Regions from separate parts of the Mus musculus genome. Here region 1 is linked to region 2. The links are chromatin contacts, called in public Hi-C maps. All regions are on one chromosome and are shown on one strand. The core of a region is the stretch at or near the end of the contact, and the rest is flanking DNA. Distances in the headings are between cores, read along the strand shown.

Region 1 (6,205 bases), core at 3,170-5,669, 49 kb after region 2:
CAGAGGGAGGCAGATCTTTGAGTTCAAGACTATCTTGGTCTATAGCCAGGGCAAGAGAAACCCTGACTTAAAAAATGAAAAAAGAAAAAGAAGTGAGTTTATATTTAAGACTGGCCCTGGGGGCCACCTTGTGGTCACACTGTTAATACCTGGAACTTAAGGACGTTCTTCATTTGTCCTTTGTGTCCTGGAATGGATGGTAAAGCGGAGGCCTCCCTAGCGACCACAGGTGCAAAGGGACTTTTGAGAATGTTTAACCCTTTCTTAGCTGCACCCAGCCATGGTGAGCTGCCTCTCTCTAGGAGGGAGGCAGGCAGTAATGCCACCTTGGATAATAGACCAACTATCTCAGGAAGTCAGACGCCTGCTGCACTCTCCATTCCCGGAGACACAGAGGACCAAGACAGCTCCCCACTACACCGAGGGGAAAGCCAAGAGCTGTGCAGGTTGTGAGTCCTGCTGGAAGCTGCTCTTGCTGAAGGTGCTGGGAGACCACACAGGCAGGTCTTGGGTTTTGTTCACTATTAAACCGTAACGAGCACAGTCTAGTTGCTTTTTTTTTTAATTTATTTATTTTTATTTTATGTGCATTGGTGTTTGAGGGCGTCAGGTTCCCTGAAACTGGAGTTGCAGACAGTTGTGAGCTGCCGCGTCGTTGCTGGGAATTGAACTGAGGATCTCTAGAAGAGCAGCCAGTGCTCTTAACCGCTGAGCCATCTATTTTGGCCCAAAGTCTGGGTTCTTAATACATTGCTGTCTAATGAGAGAATGAATAAGCAGACAAATCATCCATGCAGCTGCTCAAAATGTGGGCCTGTCACTCATTCTCCATGATCACAGCAGCTGATGCTTCCTGAGGTATGACCTAATGCCCGTCACTGCTCCCAGCTGGCCGTGTGCACTAGCTCACAGCAAGCCTACCGTCACCCTGAGAGCAGACTTGACCGTGAGCAATAGTTCCCACTCTGTGATCTCTCGAGAATCGAAGTCACGAAGTGACCTTGCCAGGATTTGAACCCAGGTGGTGCAGATCTGCCCAGAGGCCAGGAGCAGGGGAAGGACCATTTGCTAGCCGGTCCCAAACAAGACTGGGAAGCCAGCTCTAGCGAGGCAGCCATCTTGTCTCGATTGCTAATCTGTAAAGATGCTAAAGCCCTCACTGCTTGTGCAAAGGGGTGAGGAGCTGCTGTGTTCTCTTATTGGCTTAGTTCATGCTTGGTGGAGGCAAAACTCTAAAATCACTACCCCATACATATATATATACATACATACATACATACATACATACATACATACATACATACATACACACATACACACACACATACACACATACACACACACACACACATACATACATACTACATACATGCACATATACATGTATGTACATGTACATGTACATATACATGTATGTACACAAATACTTCGAGTGGATGCAGCTCGTGAGATTTCTCAAATTCTATTTTCTGCAAATTTGATGGCACATACCTGTAACCCCAGGACCTTTGAGACTGAGGCTGGAGGACCACAAGTTTAAATCAACACTAGGCTCTAGAACGACATCTTCCCAAAGACAGAGAATAGGGTCAACCCATTCGTAGAGTGCTTGCCTCAATGCATGAAGGCTTGGCTTCCATCCCCAGCGCTAGATAAATCGGGCATGGTGGCACACCGCTGTAGTATCAGCACTCCAAAAATAGAGGCAAGAGAGTCACAGTCGTAACCTGCCTAGGCTAAAGACCTGGTCACACACACACACACACACACACACACACACACACACACACACACACACTGATGTTGGGGACGGGGAAGGTAAGATGGCAGGTAAGGGCATTTCCCACCAAGCCTGATAATCTTTCAATATCTTGTGCCCCCATGATGGAGAGAACCAACTCCCAAAAGTTTTCTGACCTCTACATGGACACAATGGCAAACATGTGGCTACATGCGGGTGCACATACACACATAAACCTGGTGTGGTGGCACAGGTTCCAGGTCTGGGGAGGTGGAAACTGGGAGTCCTGGTACTCAGTGACCAACTATCCTGGCCTACTTGCTAAGTTCTATCTAGGTCAATAAGAGACTTTGTCCCCGGCCGAGCGGTGGCAGTGCACACCTTTAATCCCAGCACTCAGGAGGCAGAGGCAGGTGGTTTTCTGAGTTCGAGGCCAGCCTGGTCTACAAAGTGAGTTCCAGAACAGCCAGAGCTATACAGAGAAACCCTGTCTCAAAAAAACAACAACAACCAAAAAAAAAAGAGAGAGAGAGAGAGAGAGAGAGAGAGAGAGACTTTGTCCCCAAATCAAGGTGAATGGCATCTGAGAAATGACACTCACAGTTGTCTTCTGGCCTGTGCATGTCGCTGTGCACCCCCAGGTGCATACGCACAAAATTTTTTTTTCATCCCTGAGATCTGGGTCCTCTCCCTGGCAAGACGTCCACATCCCACCAGAGGTTGATTTTCCTTAGGTCCCTATCTCTCTCAGCTGGCCTAGCCTCTCCAACCGCACTGCCCCTAGAAAATTGCTGGCCGTTGTACCGGTGCCACCGGCCAGCCGTCCTGCTGCCTTCAGGCCTTTGGTCTCCAGCTTCTCTTTTCCCATTTACCCTAAGTCGTTCTGACACCTAGCTCCGCAGAGCCTACGTTCCCATCTCCGGCTGCCATTCAGGGTGTGCCAGCAGCCTGTCAGTAGTCTCTCCACTGCATGTCTCCCCACTGTCTCCGTGAATTATCTTTCCACAAGCTAAGAAGCTCCCTAGAGAAAGACAGCTGCTGGCAAGACAGCTCTCAGACCCGAGGCACGGGGCTTCAGAGGTACAGCGCTGGGGACCTCTAGGAGCAAATTCATTGCTGGTGATGCCGGTGACTGCCACGTTGAAGTGACATCGGGAGACCTGTGAGCTGCTGCGGGTCAAGTTGACACCCACAGCCTAAATGGAGAGCACTCTGAAGAGAAAAGGAGCGAGTTCCACTGCAAGCTGCTGAATGAATGCTCATGCCAAACTTGGCATGGATGCTGGCCCAGATTGTCTGGGGTTGATTCTTGGTGGCATTTAACAAGATGGCCCTGGAGAGATGACTAAGTTCTCTGCACCAAGCAAAAAAAAAAAAAAGGACAGGATCCAAATGGCTGGGTAAGATGATCTATTCTGTGCGAACTTTCTAGCGCATGGGTACAACCTTATATTCATTTGTAATCGTTGATTTGGGGGTTCATCTGTTTCATCTTTTTCTGGGGCTTGGCCCAGGCTGGTGACAAGTACCAAGGCTCATGCTGGGTCACTGAGAGCAAAGAGATGGCGAGAGAGATCCCAAGGGATCAAGTGTCCAGATCTAGTTGGCTAGGTCCAGCCACGTGTAAGCAAGGCAGAAATGCAGACACAAACCCAAGAGAGGAGGTGACCCGCACTGCCCAGACCAAACCCAGCCTCCATCCCTGGGCCCACAACCAGCTTGGATTCAGAGAGCCAGTCCACGAGGAAGAGAATAGAGGCATTGAAGGTATTTATTCATGAAAACACTCGGGTCCAGGGGAGATGGCTACTAGTTACAAGCTCTAAGGCTCTCGTCGAACAGCCACGGGCCGGGGCACCCCCAGGGAGGTGAGCTGGCATCCCCTGGACACAAACAATGGTACCAGCATATCAGGGGACAGAGGGCCCTTCCTTGCCACCTGCCCTGCCCTAGGGTTAAAGTGCAGCTGGGAAGGAGGAGTGGCTAGACTAGGGAGCTAGAGAAAGCTGAGGTCAGTGGGGGCCCTATGCAGGGGCCTCCTGTCCACTATGGTCCCAGGTGATGGAGATGGACCATCACCTCTTTCAGAAAGACCGGCCCCAAAGACAGCAGGGCTGGCTGCAGCTACTTCCCTAAAGGGTCCAGAACACGGGGAGCAGAGAGCTAAGATCTCCAGAGGGAGAGATGGGAGGGATCTTCTTTCTTCTTCAGTGACACTCTGGCACTTGAGTCAGCAGGGTCCTGCCCCAGCCTGACTCCTAAGCCACTCCATTGAAGGGGTTACTTCCCTGGCACTGGGGAGTGAGGGAGGTCGTTAGGGAAACCTATGGGACTGGAGCTTCCGACCTCTGCAAGCGGTCTTCCCACATAGGTCCTTCAGCAAAGGACTTGATTCCCACTCTGGACCCATCACTGGGGATCCTGCCCCCATCAGTTGTGTGGGTCCTGGCCTGGGCCTGCCCTGTTTGAGGATCTCACTCATCCTCAGCAGCTCAGCCCATTTCCTCTCTATCCCGGGTGGGGGTGGGGGGCTCATCTCTCTAGAAGGCCGAAAGGAAAGACCACACTTCACCTTCCAAAAGAAAAGTCCTGCGGATGTCTGTCTGCTTCCTCCCCCATCTTGCATATATTAAATTGTGCAGCTTGGCTCCAGCCCCTCCCTTCAGATCTCCATGACAACCAGGCAGCATTCCAAGTCCATCCAGTGCCAAAGGGGGAGGGGGGCTTCTGCCTATCCCCTCCCTCTTCCCTGGAGGGTGGGACCGACATTCCACAGGGAACAAGAGGGGAGGAAGAGTTGGGGGCCCTCAGTCCTCAGCCCCCTCTTCCTCAACCTGAGGGGCTCCAGGAGGCTCTTCGGGCTCAGGGGTCTGGCCCCCAGGGTGGGGATGGGCATGGGAGTGTGGTCCAGGCTGGGAGCCCGGGCTGTCTTCACCCTGCACATAGACGTTCAGGCCCTCGTGACTGGGCTCCTTGCCGCAAGCCTGGCAGCTGCAGTGTACAATCTTCTCTACCAGCTTGTCCACCCTGGGCACCTCCTCGTGGCCAGGGCACTCCAAGGTCACCTGGGAGGAGCAGGAGGAAGAAAAGGGATGTTTCCTGAAGTCTGGGCAGTGGAGAGACCCCAGGAATAACAACACATCTTTGGGAACCAAAAATCCACCCTGCAACAGCCCAGTGTGCTCTGTGAACCCATCTGGAGGGGCACGAGGGGACTGAGCCCCTGCAAGGGCTCCTCTTCCTCCTCCTCCCCCTCCTCCTCCTTCTCTCCCTTCTCCTCCTCTATCTCTTCTTTTAATGTACTTTTTAAGAAAGATTATTTTACATGTGGTGAGTACACTGTCACTGTCTTCAGACACACCAGGAGAGGGCATCAGATCCCATTACAGACGGTTGTGAGCCACCATGTGGTTGCTGGGAATTGAACTTAGCACCTCTGGAAGAGCAGCCAGTGCTCTTAACCACTGAGCCATCTCTCCAGCCCCCTCTCTCATCTTCTTACACACAGCCCTACCCCTCCTACCCATTCCCCCGGGCATAGGAGTGGGTGTAAATTCTCTCTCTCTCTCTCTCTCTCTCTCTCTCTCTCTCTCTCTCTCTCTCTCTCTCTCTCTCTCTCTCTCCCTCTCTCTCTCTCTCTCTCTCTCTCACACACACACACACACACACACACACACGCACACACACACACTGTGCTCTTCTCAGGTCTTCAGGACCTTCAGGCTGGTCCTGGCTGACCTCACCATGCCAGACCCTGGTGCACCAACAGTAACTCTAACTGCCTGATCTGCCCCCAGAGACTTGGCTGATGTCCTTCCTTCTTCATAGAAAGTTCTGGCTCAACCCATCCTCCCACTGATTCCAAACTCTGCACAATTAACTTCTGGGCAACTTTTGGGTCTGAGCTCCATCCCAAGCTCCCGACACAGTGAGGCTTACTTTATAGCAACCCCCTTAGCACCCCAACTCTTGCCTTGTAGAGTTGTTTCCAACTGTCTTCCTCCCTCCCCCTCCTTTCTTCTACAGAGCATCTACTCCATGACCGCGGGCACAGGTGCAGGTGGGGCACAGGTGCAGGTGGGGCACAGGTGTAGGTGGAGCTCAGGTGTCTGATATGTTGGGAAAACTGTTCATGTGACAACTGCCCAAAGCAAAGGCACACAGGGCTTGAGAGCCTATGGCACAACTTGACTGGGTCAGAGGGTTTGAAAGAGTGCCCTGAGGAAATAATACTTGAGCCAAGAGCCACGAACCAGTAGAAGTTAACTAGCTGAAGAAAGGGGGAAGGTGGAGGGGTGGCAGTTCAGAGCAAAGCAAAGATCATATGCAAAGATCCTGGGGTGGAAAGAACAGAGCAGGTAAAAGGGCTAATGTGAGGTGAGTTTGGTACGTGTTAAGCTGTTGAAGAGGTGGCAGGTTCTAAGATAATGCCAGGAAACTGGTGAGCCCAACCAATAGGGCTGA
Region 2 (5,477 bases), core at 511-3,010:
GGCCACCTAGGATGCGCTCAGCGTCTGGTAGCTCCCTAGAGTGCCAGCATCAGGCAAACAGGCAGATACACCTAAGACCCCCTCCTCATGTATGCCAGACCCCGGCATCATCTTAGAGCCTGCTGTCAAAACCATGTCTCCAAACACTGGAGCTTGAGATGGCCAAGTCTGACCATTTCCCATGATCCCCTGCAGGCCAATACGCTCTCCATCCCGCCCCCACCCCGTGCTCTCACGCACCTGATCACAGCCCCCCACCTCAGCTGTGCATGTGTCTGTTCATGCTGGCTGCCAGCCACCCAGGCTCCTCGATGCTCTCCGAGGCTGCTCCTCAGGAGGCCTGTGGAACACCGCCATCCTTTATATGGTTGTCATTTCCCCACCTCATGCGCAAACCCTGCACCTGGCTCGTTACCTCAAGTGATGTGGTCTTGTCAATAGAATCAGTTCTTCATGGAGACAAAAAGAAAGGCGGCCTCCGCCTCCAGATGGTATAAATTACATGTTGCCTTCAGATCCGTCCTCTCAACCTCCCTAAAGCTGCTGCCCTTTAAGATAATTTCTCATGTGTGGAGGCCCCCCCCTCCCCGAGCCATAACAGTATTGCATTGCTACTTTAGAGCTGTATTTTTGCTACTGTTATGAACTGTAATATAAATATCTGAGATGCAGGATACCTGCATTTTAAATCTTTAAGGGGTCGCGACCCACAGGTTGAGAACCACTGGGCTGATGCAAGGCAGGCTTTGGCTTCAGTTCCCCTGCTGGGTATGTGAAATTCAGTTATCATTTAACATGGTCCCTGGGAATGAGACTGCCCAGCAGCTCCCTATGTTGAGGCTGGAAGCTGGAGAGAGAGGGGGGGGGGTTGGTGGGCCGGGGCATGATCCTTGGATGGCCTTGCACACAGCATTTGGTAGTAATGGTGCCCAAAACAACTTCCATTGTCTTTCCTGGCTTTCCTGGCCTACCTATAAGAACGCTGAGCATACTCAGCTCTGTCACAGATGGCATGGGACTGTGGGCCACTTACCTAATCTCTCTGTGCCTCTGAGTCTTCAGCTAAATATAGGACTTTGTATATTTACCCCAAAGGATGGTTAAGGGATTAAAATAAGATCACAAGTGCTGAAGTAGCTAGGTCTGACACATGTGCCGAGCCAAGACTTAATTCTATCTGTGCACTCTAACATGAGATTGTGCAGGGCACAGGAAATGCTATGCATATGCGAGACCTTATTCTCTGTGTCCTTGAGCTTCAAAAAGTCCTAGCACCATGATGGACAGGAACTCCCGATGGGCGGGGCCTGGCCTGTACCTGACTATCACCCCACTGCCTGGCATGTTGGGGTGCTCAGCTCAGGCTTGACTTAGGGTGAGGGACATAAGCAAGGTGGCCTGCATGTGAGCTGGTATAGACTGGCAACTGCCGTGTTCTGAGCTTGTGCGAACATTTCCTCACTTCAGCCCCCGACACAGCAACCCCAGGGTGTGGGTGTAGCAGCTCTCTCTCTCTCTCTGCTTCACACGCGAGAGACTGAGAGAGAGTAACCCACAAGGGTCTTAGTGCAGAGCCAGTGGCCTTCCTCAGAACTGCAGTGCTGGACAGAGAGGACACAGACTCTAGATAATGGCAGGTGTCATGCAGTGGGGGCTTGCAGAGACGTCTTCTGGGGTAGTCGTCAGCACAGATAAAGGTGGCGTTCCAGAGAACATCTGGGAGTGGCAGAGTCTAGGGTTTCCACAGCCTATAGAAGAAGCCTGATGGGGGATGGAGGGAGATGCTGACACATCGGGAGGTGGGTGGATCTGGGGCTGGAACCCGGAAGTCTCTGCATCGTGGAAGAAATGAGCAGTTGGGTCAACCCCACAGATGAATTGCAGGAGGGGTGGACCCTGGGCAGTCTATAGCCTACCTGTGTATACTCGATCCCATACCTGTACACACACAGAGCAACTTTCCAGATCCCGGGGGGCCTACAGAGCCCAGGGGCTTCCACTGCTCTCTACACAAGGTGCAGACTTCTCTCAGTAACACCCAAGGCCCACAGGTGACCTCCTGTCCAGAATCCTCTCTGTCACCTGCCGCCCCCTCCGTGGAGCTGTGGCCACACTCTGCTGTTCCCAGACAACCTGTGTAGCCTCCACTGGGAAGGTTCTCCTCCAAGAGTAGCAGCAGTCACATTTACATTAACTGTACTTAATGTCCCTAGAAGCGCTAACTCTCCCCTTACAGTAACCTATGTAATCAGAGAGCTCGATTAGTGTGACTGGTCCACAGATGAGGTCGCTGAAGCAAAGAGCCTGAGGAGCCAGGTCCCAGGCCAGCAGGTGGCAGGGCAGGCAGCCTGACAGAGGCCATGTGACACCAGACTACCTGCAACTTCAGGCTGCTCTCCACTTCCCAGGTGCCTTCCCTACTGCTTGCTTCTTTGCACAGCTGTCTCACAGGCCCGTGAGTAACTGTGACCTTGGACCTCAGAGCCACCTGGGTACAGGGCCAGCAGGATAGCTCAGTGGGTAGGGTGTCTGTCATAAAGCCTTGACTTCATTTCTCATAATAATAAAAGGTGAGACCCAACTCCTGCGAGATGTCCCCTCACCTTCTCCTGCGTTGAGAATGTCCCTGGGGCCCATCTGTCAGCTGGCTGTGACTTGCTTCAGAAGGCTGCTGTGCTCAGCCTTCCACTCTCTATTCTCAGGGTTTCTTCTCAGAATAGAGGAAGGTCCCCTCTGTGCAGGTGGCTACCCAGATGGTAGCACTACCAGACTCCTTGGAGATGTCTAGCAGTGGGGACATCTCTCCTGCTAATTCTGAGAGTTGTTTGGACTTCCGCTCTGTCCCTTTTTTGCTAGAACATAATCCAGAGATCCCCAAGAAGTTGAAAGTAACACACCACCCACTGAGGAGGGAAACTGAGGATCCCAAGTGTCCAGAGCCCAGCCTTTGTGTCCAGCCTCCTTGGTGACCCTGGAGGGACAAAAGCAGGGTCTTTCCTTGCTAAACTGCTTTGACCCACCCCACAGAGCAGAATGAGTGGGAGCAAGGCTCTCCATATATTCACAAACAACCTCGCTCATGCTCGAGCCTGGCCCATGCCCAGCTGTGGCAGAATGGCAGGATTTGGGGTGTCTGCATCATTAGGGGAGCGGCTACCTGGCTCTTCCCACGCCTGGCCTACTAGCAAGTCCATCAGCTGTGGGGCTCAAACTTGTAGCGTGAGTCCTAGCACTACCATTGATCCTGTGAGCTAACGTCCCTGAGCTGCAGTTAACACATAAGCAAGTCACAAGCAGGGCAAGGCCATGGTGAGGCTATGTCACATGCAGCCACGTAGCTTTCAGATGGTGTGACAAAATCCCCCAAGTAGTCAACCTCAGAGGAGGGAAGACAATTTCGGTCCAGGATATGGAAGGTTTCGGTCTGTCATCAGTTGACTGGTTACATTAGGGCCTGTGGCATGGCTGGAGCACATGGCAGAGAAAACAACTCTCACTTCACAGTGGCCTGACTGGTTCCAGGCAGCCCTGATTCTTTAGCACTGATTAATCTGTACACAGAGAGACCGCTCCTAATCCCAGGCAAGCTGCCATCATCTGAGCACTGGAGAGAAGGGTTTACTCTGGTGGACTGGAATCCAGCCATCATTTCCCAGAGTCCCTTCAGAGCAAGTAATGATCAGTGTCTATAAATACCAGAGTCACCCAAAGCCAGCACCATCTGAACTGTCTGAGTCTTACATCTACGCTGGATCCTCAGAGTTCCACAAAAAATAATATTCCAGACAGGTTCTGTTTCCTGAACCCATACTAGGAGCCAGAAGACCTCAGTGGGATTCTGGCCTCTGCCATGAGTTCTCAACTAAGGCTCAGTCAAGACAATATGGGCCCTGCTTTAGTTACTGTTCTACAGTAATGAGGAGACAGTATGACCAAGGCAGCTCTTATAAAAGGAAGCATCTAACTGGTGGCTTGCTTACAGTTTCAGGTTAGTCCGTGATCACCATGGCAGGAAACAGAGAGGCACAGCACTGGGACAATAGCTGGGAGCTTTTCATCCTGATCTGCAGGTGACAGACAGTGACACAGGCCTGATGTGAAACCTCGAAGCCACCCTCTAGCAACACACTTCCTCCAACAAGGCCACACCCCCTAATGCCTCTAATCCTTCCCAAACAGTTCCACGCCCTGCTAACCAAGCATTCAAATACATGAGCCTATGGGGCCATTCTCATTCAGACATCACAGGCCTGAGCCTCAGCTTTCTGCTCTGCAAAAGGAGAATTTCCTTCCCTAGCTCTCCCTCATTAACAGTCCTTCCAGCTTGGAAGGTGTGGGAAACTCTTACAGGAAGCCCAAACAAAGCAAGTCCCGAGGCCCTTAGAGAAGAGCCTCATTGGTTGATCCCAGGAGCTCAGAAACCTGGCTACCAGCTCTCCTGTAGTTCCCAGGGCATCAAAGCCAGTGCGCAGCCTTGAGCCCGAGAGATTGGGAGTGGGACCCGGCAGATCCCAGGCAAAGTGAGGGTTGCTTTGATAGTACTTGGCTCTAGACTGTGCCCAGTATGTAGGCAATCAGAGGGGATGGGCTGGCAGTGGTGACTGGAGAGAGGGGAAGGCACTAAGGTTAGGAAGGAGTATATAACAGGAATGGCTGCTACAGTCCCCCAGGATGGTCCAACCTCTGCTCTTTCCTCTGATGAGAATTTAATACATCTTTTCCTCAAGTCCCATCCAACCCATGGGACAGGTTTTCTACATGCAAATTGAGATTTAGAGACTGTGAAGTAATGGCTGGGGAGATGGCATGTGGAGTGCCGAGTCTGCCACAAGTGTGAGCACCCGAGTTTGATGCCCTGTTCCCACCTAAGAAGCGTTTGACCATGGAGGTGTGTAAGCCCAGTGCTGTGTAGGCAAAGCTGGGGGGTGGGGAGCCTCATTCATAAGGCCAGTCAGTCTGGCTAATTACCAAGTTCAAGTAAAAATGAGGTGGACAGTGCCTGAGGTGTGACACACAAGCACACACACACACACACACACACACACACACACTCAAGCAGGAAGGTAGAGAAGGGGGACTCGCTTGTGTCTCTCTCTGACTCTGGATTTTACTGCAGCCCATCCTGGTTGTGTGCTTTCAGCCACAGCCACAGCCACATCCAGGATCAGATATTCCAGTTCATTGGCTCGTTCATGGAGTGCCTACTGTGTGCCAAGTTCTATACCAGGCTGTGGAGAGATGGCAGCAGCAGTCTCACCCTCCTGAAACTTAGTCAGCTGAAGTAAACTGCCCTCCCAGAGGCATGGGCTGGGGTCTCTGGCTCAGACCTGGGCATGTTAATAACTGACTTATGAATGAGGTAGGTGAAGCATGCTGGGAGTTCTTCCTACCGAAGAAAACACTCCAGGTCTTTGGAAGAGGGGAGCGGGGTCATGAGCTGCCTTAACCCAAAGTACAAACACCACAGTGCACAGGAC

What was found. A called contact is a pair of places that touch in the nucleus more often than the background predicts.
Region 1: a Hi-C map of the N1E-115 cell line shows a contact between it and region 2, with 3 times the contacts expected there. The contact joins two enhancer-like sites. A contact is called at or near these places in 3 of 39 promoter capture datasets (embryonic stem cells, hippocampal neurons and stem cell-derived epiblast-like cells), 6 of 484 Hi-C or Micro-C datasets (the 4T1 cell line, the G1E-ER4 cell line, the N1E-115 cell line and 3 more), 6 of 115 datasets of contacts at active chromatin or transcription factors (bone marrow-derived macrophages, embryonic stem cells and intestinal crypt epithelium) and 3 of 9 other capture datasets (adipose tissue, liver and pancreatic islet).

Annotation. Positions count from the first base shown.
Region 1 is chr4:139,078,797-139,085,001 of GRCm38.p6, forward strand. It overlaps Nbl1 (NBL1, DAN family BMP antagonist), which reads right to left. Exons shown (of 4, transcript NM_008675.2): 4 at 3,496-4,806. The coding sequence ends at 4,549. Among named protein-coding and RNA genes, the nearest start is that of Htr6, 6.3 kb to the left of the region's middle. Within about 2 kb of position 4,420, at least 33 of the 459 cell types and tissues checked have an H3K27ac peak or open chromatin away from gene starts, as enhancers often do. A contact at or near this core is called in the N1E-115 cell line, where this site is marked.
Region 2 is chr4:139,032,396-139,037,872 of GRCm38.p6, forward strand. All of the region lies in intron 14 of Tmco4 (transmembrane and coiled-coil domains 4), which reads left to right. Among named protein-coding and RNA genes, the nearest start is that of Gm33214, 16 kb to the left of the region's middle. Within about 2 kb of position 1,761, at least 12 of the 459 cell types and tissues checked have an H3K27ac peak or open chromatin away from gene starts, as enhancers often do. A contact at or near this core is called in the N1E-115 cell line, where this site is marked.